Linked DNA regions of Mus musculus: region 1 is linked to region 2. The links are chromatin contacts, called in public HiChIP or PLAC-seq maps. All regions are on one chromosome and are shown on one strand. Each heading gives the region's core, a stretch centred on a gene start, on an enhancer-like site or on the middle of the called end of the contact. The rest is flanking DNA. Distances are from core to core; before and after follow the strand shown. Region 1 holds the start of Atxn10 (ataxin 10). Region 2 has its middle 9.5 kb from the start of Gm34337.

Region 1 (3,806 bases), core at 463-2,962, 33 kb before region 2:
AGGTCCGAAATGGTACAGACAGGCCCAAGCATCCAATCAACCAACATTATTTCCCAGCAGTATCTGTCACACTGATTAGCATGCTAACCACAAGGCCAAGTAGTGCTCGGGCTCCCCAGCACCTTTTAGACGCACACTGTGTCGCCTGGTGGGAAAGAGCTCCACCAGGATATTTTTGTTGCTGTTGTTGGGTTTATTTGTTGTTTTTTTTTTTTAAAGATTTATTTATTATTATATGTAAGTACACTGTAGCTGTCTTCAGACACTCCAGAAAAGGGTGTCAGATCTCGTTACGGATGGTTGTGAGCCACCATACGGTTGCTGGGATTTGAACTCATGACCTTTGGAAGAGCAGTCGGTGCTCTTACCTGCTGAGCCATCTCTCCAGCCCGGGTTTATTTGTTTTTGAGATACAGAGGATGTCACAATGCTGACTGGTCCAGCCTCAAACTCAAGAGATCCACCTGCCTCTGCTTCCTGAATGCTGGAACTGCAGGGCTGAGCCACGTGACATGTCTGGCGGCTACCTATTTTTAGAAAACGTTCCTGTGACCACTGAGCCTACGTGCTTCCCCCACCCCCACCCCCACCGCGTTCTCTGCCCTTTGTCCACACTCTAGGCCTGCTTGTTATCTCTCTACAGGAGAGACCAAGGGCTCCGGGTCCTCTCCCAAGACTTGGTCCAGGGGAGACCATTACTGTTAAGAGAAAACACCAATGGTGTTTAGTACTAAGTGTCAGGCATGGCCTAAGGATGTAACACGCATCGTCTCATTAAACCCTCACTGTCAACTCAACCAAGGAGGTCCCAGCGAACCTTGTTTCCATTAAACAGACAAGGAAACTGCAGCGCAAACCATACCACAAAAATCCATCAGGAACTGACAGCCTCGCACACTTCTGTTTAAACACGTTTATTTCATCTCAGCACTGAAAACAACGCACCACAGCTCCCATTTTGTAAGGCTAGAAACAGAAGGGTTAGAGGCGATGCTGAGCAGATGTCACGAAGCCAGGCCAGCTCTGCAGGCTCCTGGACAGAACGCCCTCTAACCCAGAGGGAGAAGCGAGCCCGAACACGCCTCCCTTCCCTGGCCACCGCCCTCAGGGCCCCGCCAGAGGAGCCGAACCAACAGCTTCCCCGCCGCCGGCTTGGGGACCAGTGTCGCCATCGTCTGCCCCTCTTAGAGCCTGGCCAAACCCTCGTCCCAGAGCAGGCCTAGGCGAGCGCCACAGAGCCACAACCTGAGCGTGGGCCGAGCTGATGGAGCCCGCCGCCCCGCCTCGCTCGCCGCTGCCCAGCCCAGCCCAGTCAAGCCCAGCCCAGCCCAGAGCCCTCCATGGTTCCTCTTCCTCCTTCCTAGGTGGCAGCCCCCGCGCAGTTACCGGTTACGCTGCTCCTTGAAGAGCGCCGTGAGCGCGCGCAAGGCCTCCAGGTCCTGGATGGGTGCGGGCACCATGATGCCCGACAGCCGGGAGGGTGGCATCCTGGGCGCCGCCATCTTGCCACTCGCTCTGGGGCCGAGCCTGACCAGGCGGAGAGCAGAGCGAAGAGAAGTGGGGGAGACAGACGACAGGCGAGGAGATGGAGACGCGGTCTGCACGGCTCTGGCTTCCGCAGCCCGCGTCACCCAGATCCCGTGGTGCTGCAAGGCAGAGAGCGCGAGACTAGCTGGCTTGCCTCAGGCGAAGAGGACAAGGCGACGCGGCAGGGGGAGGGGGAGGGGGCGGGGCGGAAGTCCCGCCTGAGGGGAGGGGGCGCAGCGGAAGTCCTGCTCCTGCGTAGGGTGGGATGGGGGAGGTCTTCGGTCCCCACGGTGGGGAGACGTGGAGTAAAGACCCCGTCAGAGGACAGAATACTGAGATGAAGGGGTCGGGGTGGGGGGGGGGGGGTGGCCTGTAGAGTGTCCTAGAGAATGAGTGTCTTATCAGGGACAGATGCTTTCCATGAGCAAGGGCCACCATTGGTGGGGGTCCACTCATGCAGAGGTTTCCCTCTGGGGAAGAGATACCAGGCCGAAGCAGCGCCCCCAGAATAATGGATGTTGTCCCTAAGGAGACCTGGAAAGGAGGCCCCTGAGAGGAAGAGCAGGGATACAGGCCAGAGGTGTCACCATGGGAGGGGACCTGCAGAGGAGACTTACCCTCAGGGCATGTGTTGCTAGGCCAACCAGTTCTATTGCAGGAAAACCTGAAATGGAGACTCCAGGGGAGGGAATGCGAGGTTGAGGTGTTCCACTGAGGGAGACCTGAATCGGAGATTCCCACATAGGGAAAAGATGCTGGATACCTCAAGCCATGGAGGAAGACCTTGGATAGAGGCTCCTCATGGGAAGGGGACGCTGATCAAAAATGCCCCCTTGGGAAAGAAGTCTTTCCCAAGACTCCAGGAAGGAGGCTTCCCACAGAGAGAAGGCTGAGAAGAAGTACCTCCCTAAGAGGTGTATTCCTTTCTTGTTGCAATATCAAAATATGTGATAGAAGCAATTTTACAAAGGATAGGTTTCTTTTGGCTCACAGGTTGAGAGTACAGGCCCACGTGGTGGGGACTTGTGACACAGGGCTTTAGGCAGCTTGTCACATTGCATCTATTAAGCCAGAAAACAGACAGCTGGCTTTGACTTTTTTTTTTTTTAATCTAGACCATGGAATGCTATCACCCACACTGGGGGCAGATTTCCACACACTAACCTCATCTAGACAGTTCTTCACAAACATGCCCAGAGGGTTGTCTCTGGTGATTCTAGAACCTTGTCAATTAATACTATAGGGGACCCGGGGAAGAGAGTGGGTGCTTATCAGGAATATCCCCATATTGGGGCTGAAGAGCTTGCTCAGACATTAAGAGTACTCTATCTTCCAGGAGACCTGAGTTTATTTCCCAACATGTGTATGTAGGTATCCTAGATTTTTATTACTGTGAAGAGACACCATGACCAAGGCAACTCTTACAAAGAAATTATTTATTTGGGATTAATTCACACAGTTTCAGAGGTTCAGTCCATTATCAGCATGGCAGGAAGCATGGCAGCCTGCGGGCAGACATGGCGCTGGAAGAGCTGAGAATTCTACATCTTGATCCACAGGCAGCCAGAAGGAAACTCTATTCCACAGGCAGCCAGGAGGCTCTCTTCCACACACTGGGCAGAGCCTGAGCATAGGAGTCCCCAAAGCCCACCTCCACAGTGACACTCTTCCTCCATGAAGACCACACCTCCTAATAGTGCTACTCTCTATGGCCTAGAATTCAAATCACCACAGCGGGAGGGAGGGGCCCAGCAACCTGTAATTCTAGCTCCAGGAGATTTGCAGGAACCCACATGGCATACACTTACACAGATACAAATTAATATATATATATATATATATTTTTAAATGTATCCCCATATAAAGCAACCTGGGACAGAAGGCAGAGGAATATAAAGGAGGCCTCCCTAGAAAGAGACACATTGACTGGTGCCTGGGAGGGGAGGTCCCAGGCAAAAGGTCCCCTGAGAAAGTAGAAGACCTGGACCCTCCCATGTAAGTGTTTTAATCCAGGCTCCTCCCTCAGGTGCCACAGCCTGTCACCAGTTGCTAAGTCTCAGACCCTGAAAGCTGGCTTCCTCGTGATAGCCTCCTGTTAATACTGTCATTTGTCAAGTACTTAGAATAGCTCGTCGAGGTTTTTAAAACAGTTAAAGAGCCAGCAAAAAGGCCTGATGACCCTGAGACCACAGAGTAGAAGAGAATCAACCAAACACATTGTCCTTTGACCTCCATTTCTGTACCTACACACACACATAATTAGAAGTTGTTTTAGTCAC
Region 2 (3,579 bases), core at 567-3,066:
AGACAGCTGTGTGAGCTGGGCTTTAGTACCAAACCTTCCCGGCTGTGTTTCCCACCCATGAGATGACGGTAGTGCGTGTGGAGCCCCAGGCCTGCTCCTGCAGGTATGTAGTTGGGCTCAACAGTCATGACCACCACCATTCACATCAACGTACCCCAGTGAAAGGTGACAGGACCCCTGAGTACTCCACAGACTGCCATGGGGGGGGGGAGCACTCCTCTTTTGTCAGCTGCACACTATCCTTCCCTACCCCTCAGCTGCTTCAAGGGCAGACCTGGTGTTCACCTAACTGCAGCCTACCTCATTTGTATATGGCCTTTTATTCTAATTTCCTGTAAGATGACCCTTGTTGCCTGGGCAATTGGGAGCTGAGACTCAATCCGTCTCTTTCACAGTCAGTGCCCACCCCTTCACTTTCTGTTAGCAATCATAGGAAAAGACTCCCATGCAGGCACCTCATGTCACACCCCAAACCTCTTCCCTTTCTCCCCCTCCAACAAGTGTCCTTTGTTTCCCTAGACAGTTGAGCTTCCATTTCTGTGTCATCTGTACATATACCTTTATGTATCTGTAAAGAGCACCACCCACAGATGAGAGACAGCATGCAATATTTGTCTTTCTGAGACGGACTTAATTCGCTTAATATGACTATCTCTGGTTGCATCCATTTTCTGCAAACTTCATTCTTTATAGTTGAAAAAAATTACCATTCTGTGTATAAACTCCATTCTTTTGGTCCATTTTTCTGTTGATGAGCACCAAGGTTGGCTCTGTAACTTGGTGTCTTAGTCAGTGTTCTATTGCTGTGAAGAGACACTATGACCAAAAACAACTCTTACAAAAGAAAGCACTTATTTGGGGACTGGCTTACAGTTTCAGAGATTTAGTCCATTATCATCATGGTGGGGAGCATGGTGGCACACAGGCAGACGTGGTGCTGGGGACGTAGCTGAGGGTTCTACCCCCAGAGTCACAGGCAGAAGAAGAAAGAAACCACTGGGCCTGCCTTGGGCTTCTGAAACCTTAAAGCCCACCCCCAGTGACACTTGTCCTCCAACAAGGCCACGCCCCCTAATCCTTCTCAAATAGTGCCACTCCCTGGTGACTAAGCATTCAGATCTATGTGCCTATGGGAGCCATTCTCATTCAAAGCACCACACTTGGAAGTTGTGAATAGTGCTGCAGGAAACACTACTGATCTGTGTCTCTGTGACATGCTGACTTAACGTAGTTGGGTCATAAAGTAGGTCTTTTTATTTTTTTAAAGCTTTCTGAGGAACCTTCATACTGAGTTCCACAGTAGCTGGACTGATTTAATTCCCTACCACAGCAGTGATAGTTCCCTCTTGCCCACATCCTCACCCATGTTTGTCAGTTCCTGGGTGCCTTTCTGACCAGGGTGACTTAGAATCTAATATAATTTCTCTGTTCATTTCTCTGAAGGATAGAAGTGTTTTCATATGTTTGTTGGTCATTTGTACTTTATCTTTTGAGATCTGTCTGCTTGTTCTACTAGCCCATTTATTGACTGGTTTATTGTCTTGGTATTTAGTTTTTAAAAAATTTTAAATTCTATGTGTGTTTTAGGACTTGGTTCTCCCTTCCACCCATGCAGGTCCCGGGGAGTGAACTCAGGTTGTGAGGCGTGGAGGCAAGTGTGCTCACCGGTGCTCTATTGTTTAGCGTTTCTTAGTTCTTTGTATAGTGTAGATATTAACCCCTGTCCAAAACCAACTCCTTTGGAGTCTCAGTGCCATTCCTTCCTGCTTATCCTGTTTCTCTGCAGTGTCTCCTGCTGTCTCAGGAATGCACATTCTCTTTTGTATCTGTGGCACTCCCTCAGTTGGGCATCCCCCGAGGTTCTGGTGATGCTGGAGGAGGTAGCCAGTCAGTCACTTTGATGGTCACAGCAGGGACCTGGTGTCTGTCTCCAGTACAGTCCTGGCCCATATACTTAGTTAAATGGTCTGAATGCATTCATTGCCCTGGCAGATCCTCTGTCCTTCCTCTTTTCTAGATCCCTGTGGCATCTTTGCCCCAGACACAGGTGCTTTCCTCTTCTCCATTCTTCTGCCTCAGCCTGTATCCATCAAAGCCACCTCCCCAGCCCAAGATGTCGCTTTCTCAGGCAGTCTTGATGGAGCCATTTTAATTTCATTTTCTTTGATTCATCTACTTAGTTAGCACTTAGTTTGTTAGTTTAGCTGTAGTGGTGATGGAACCAAGCTGAAAACGGTGGTTCAGGCCTATAGCCATAGCTAAGGTGTAAGAGCACAAACTGTACAAAGCCAGCCCGCTGCGCACACCTACACAGCCATGCCCTGCCAGGCTCCCTACCTCTAACCCAGGCTCTAACCACTATGCCTCAGTACTTCCATTTTAGCCATCAGGAAATGGACCCAGAGACTTGGAGAGACTTGTCCAGGTCCACATAGATGCAGAGTCCATAGCTACCCCATGAACTCAGGTCATCCCCTCCCAGAGTCTGTTTCTTACTGACGACAGTGACATTTTTACGTATTTAAATTTTTTGATGTAATTTTTTTTTTCGTGGTGCTGGAGGTGGAAGTGTGTCAAAACGGAGGTCCTGTGGGCAGTGGGCAAGCTCTCTGCTGCCGAACCATAACCCTATTCATTAGAGCCATTTCAATTTAATTTACATTTATTTATTTACTTGTTTTTTTATCTATCTATCTGTCTGTCTATCTATCTACATATCTATCTATCTATTTATTTAGTGTTTAGTTAGTTTAGCAGGGGTGAGAGTGGAATAGAGGCTATGTGTTCTAGGCTAGTACCTTACCAAGTCCTTAAGGTCATGTTAATTCTATCTATCTATCTGTCTATCTATCCACCTATCTATCTATCAATCTATCAGTCATCTATTTATATATCTATCTCTATCATTTATCTATTAATCATCTATCTACTTATCTATCAATCATCCATATATCTATATATATCATCTATGTATCCATCATCTACGTATCTATCATCTATCTCTATCATCTACCTATCTACAATCTATCAATCATCTATATATCTATCTATACCATCTATCTATGTATCTATTTGTCTATTGTCTATCATCTATCCATCTCTCCTCCCATCTACTCCCCTCCATCCACTTGCCTACTTACCTCTTTGCACTGGTGATGGAACCCAGGCGCACAAGCTAGGGCACAAGCTAGGATTTTGCCACTGAGCTATATGCCAGGCCTTAAAGCCATTCTTGTACATTATTTTTATTTTAAAAGGTTTTATGTATGAGTATTTGCCTGCATGTACACCTATGGCACCATGTGAGTGCCTGGGCCCTATAGAAGTCGGAAGAGGGCACTGGATCCTCTGAAACTGGAGTTCTATATGGTTGTGAAATACCAGATGGGTGCCGGGAATCCAACCCGGGGCCTCTGCAAGAGAAGCCAGTGCTCTTAACCAGAGCTATGTCTCCAGCCCCAGGAACCATTTTTCCAACAATGTTGTGTCTGCTGCATTTTCCTAGATATGTTGTAAATGTTACTCGGTGTGTCTCCAGTATTGCATCACACAAATGACAAAACCCTTGGTGGGGGCTCT

Evidence for each region. HiChIP or PLAC-seq counts read pairs in DNA pulled down with a chosen protein or histone mark.
Region 1: a contact with region 2 is called in an H3K27ac HiChIP or PLAC-seq map of embryonic stem cells, with 5 read pairs. The contact joins the promoter of Atxn10 here to the enhancer-like site in region 2. A contact is called at or near these places in 5 of 115 datasets of contacts at active chromatin or transcription factors (CD8 T cells, double positive thymocytes, embryonic stem cells and 2 more).

The regions. Positions count from the first base shown.
Region 1 is chr15:85,334,161-85,337,966 of GRCm38.p6, reverse strand. It overlaps Atxn10 (ataxin 10), which reads right to left and starts at 1,712. Exons shown (of 12, transcript NM_016843.4): 1 at 1,387-1,712. The coding sequence starts at 1,502.
Region 2 is chr15:85,301,693-85,305,271 of GRCm38.p6, reverse strand. No RefSeq gene overlaps it. Among named protein-coding and RNA genes, the nearest start is that of Gm34337, 9.5 kb to the left of the region's middle. Within about 2 kb of position 1,816, at least 3 of the 459 cell types and tissues checked have an H3K27ac peak or open chromatin away from gene starts, as enhancers often do. A contact at or near this core is called in embryonic stem cells, where this site is marked.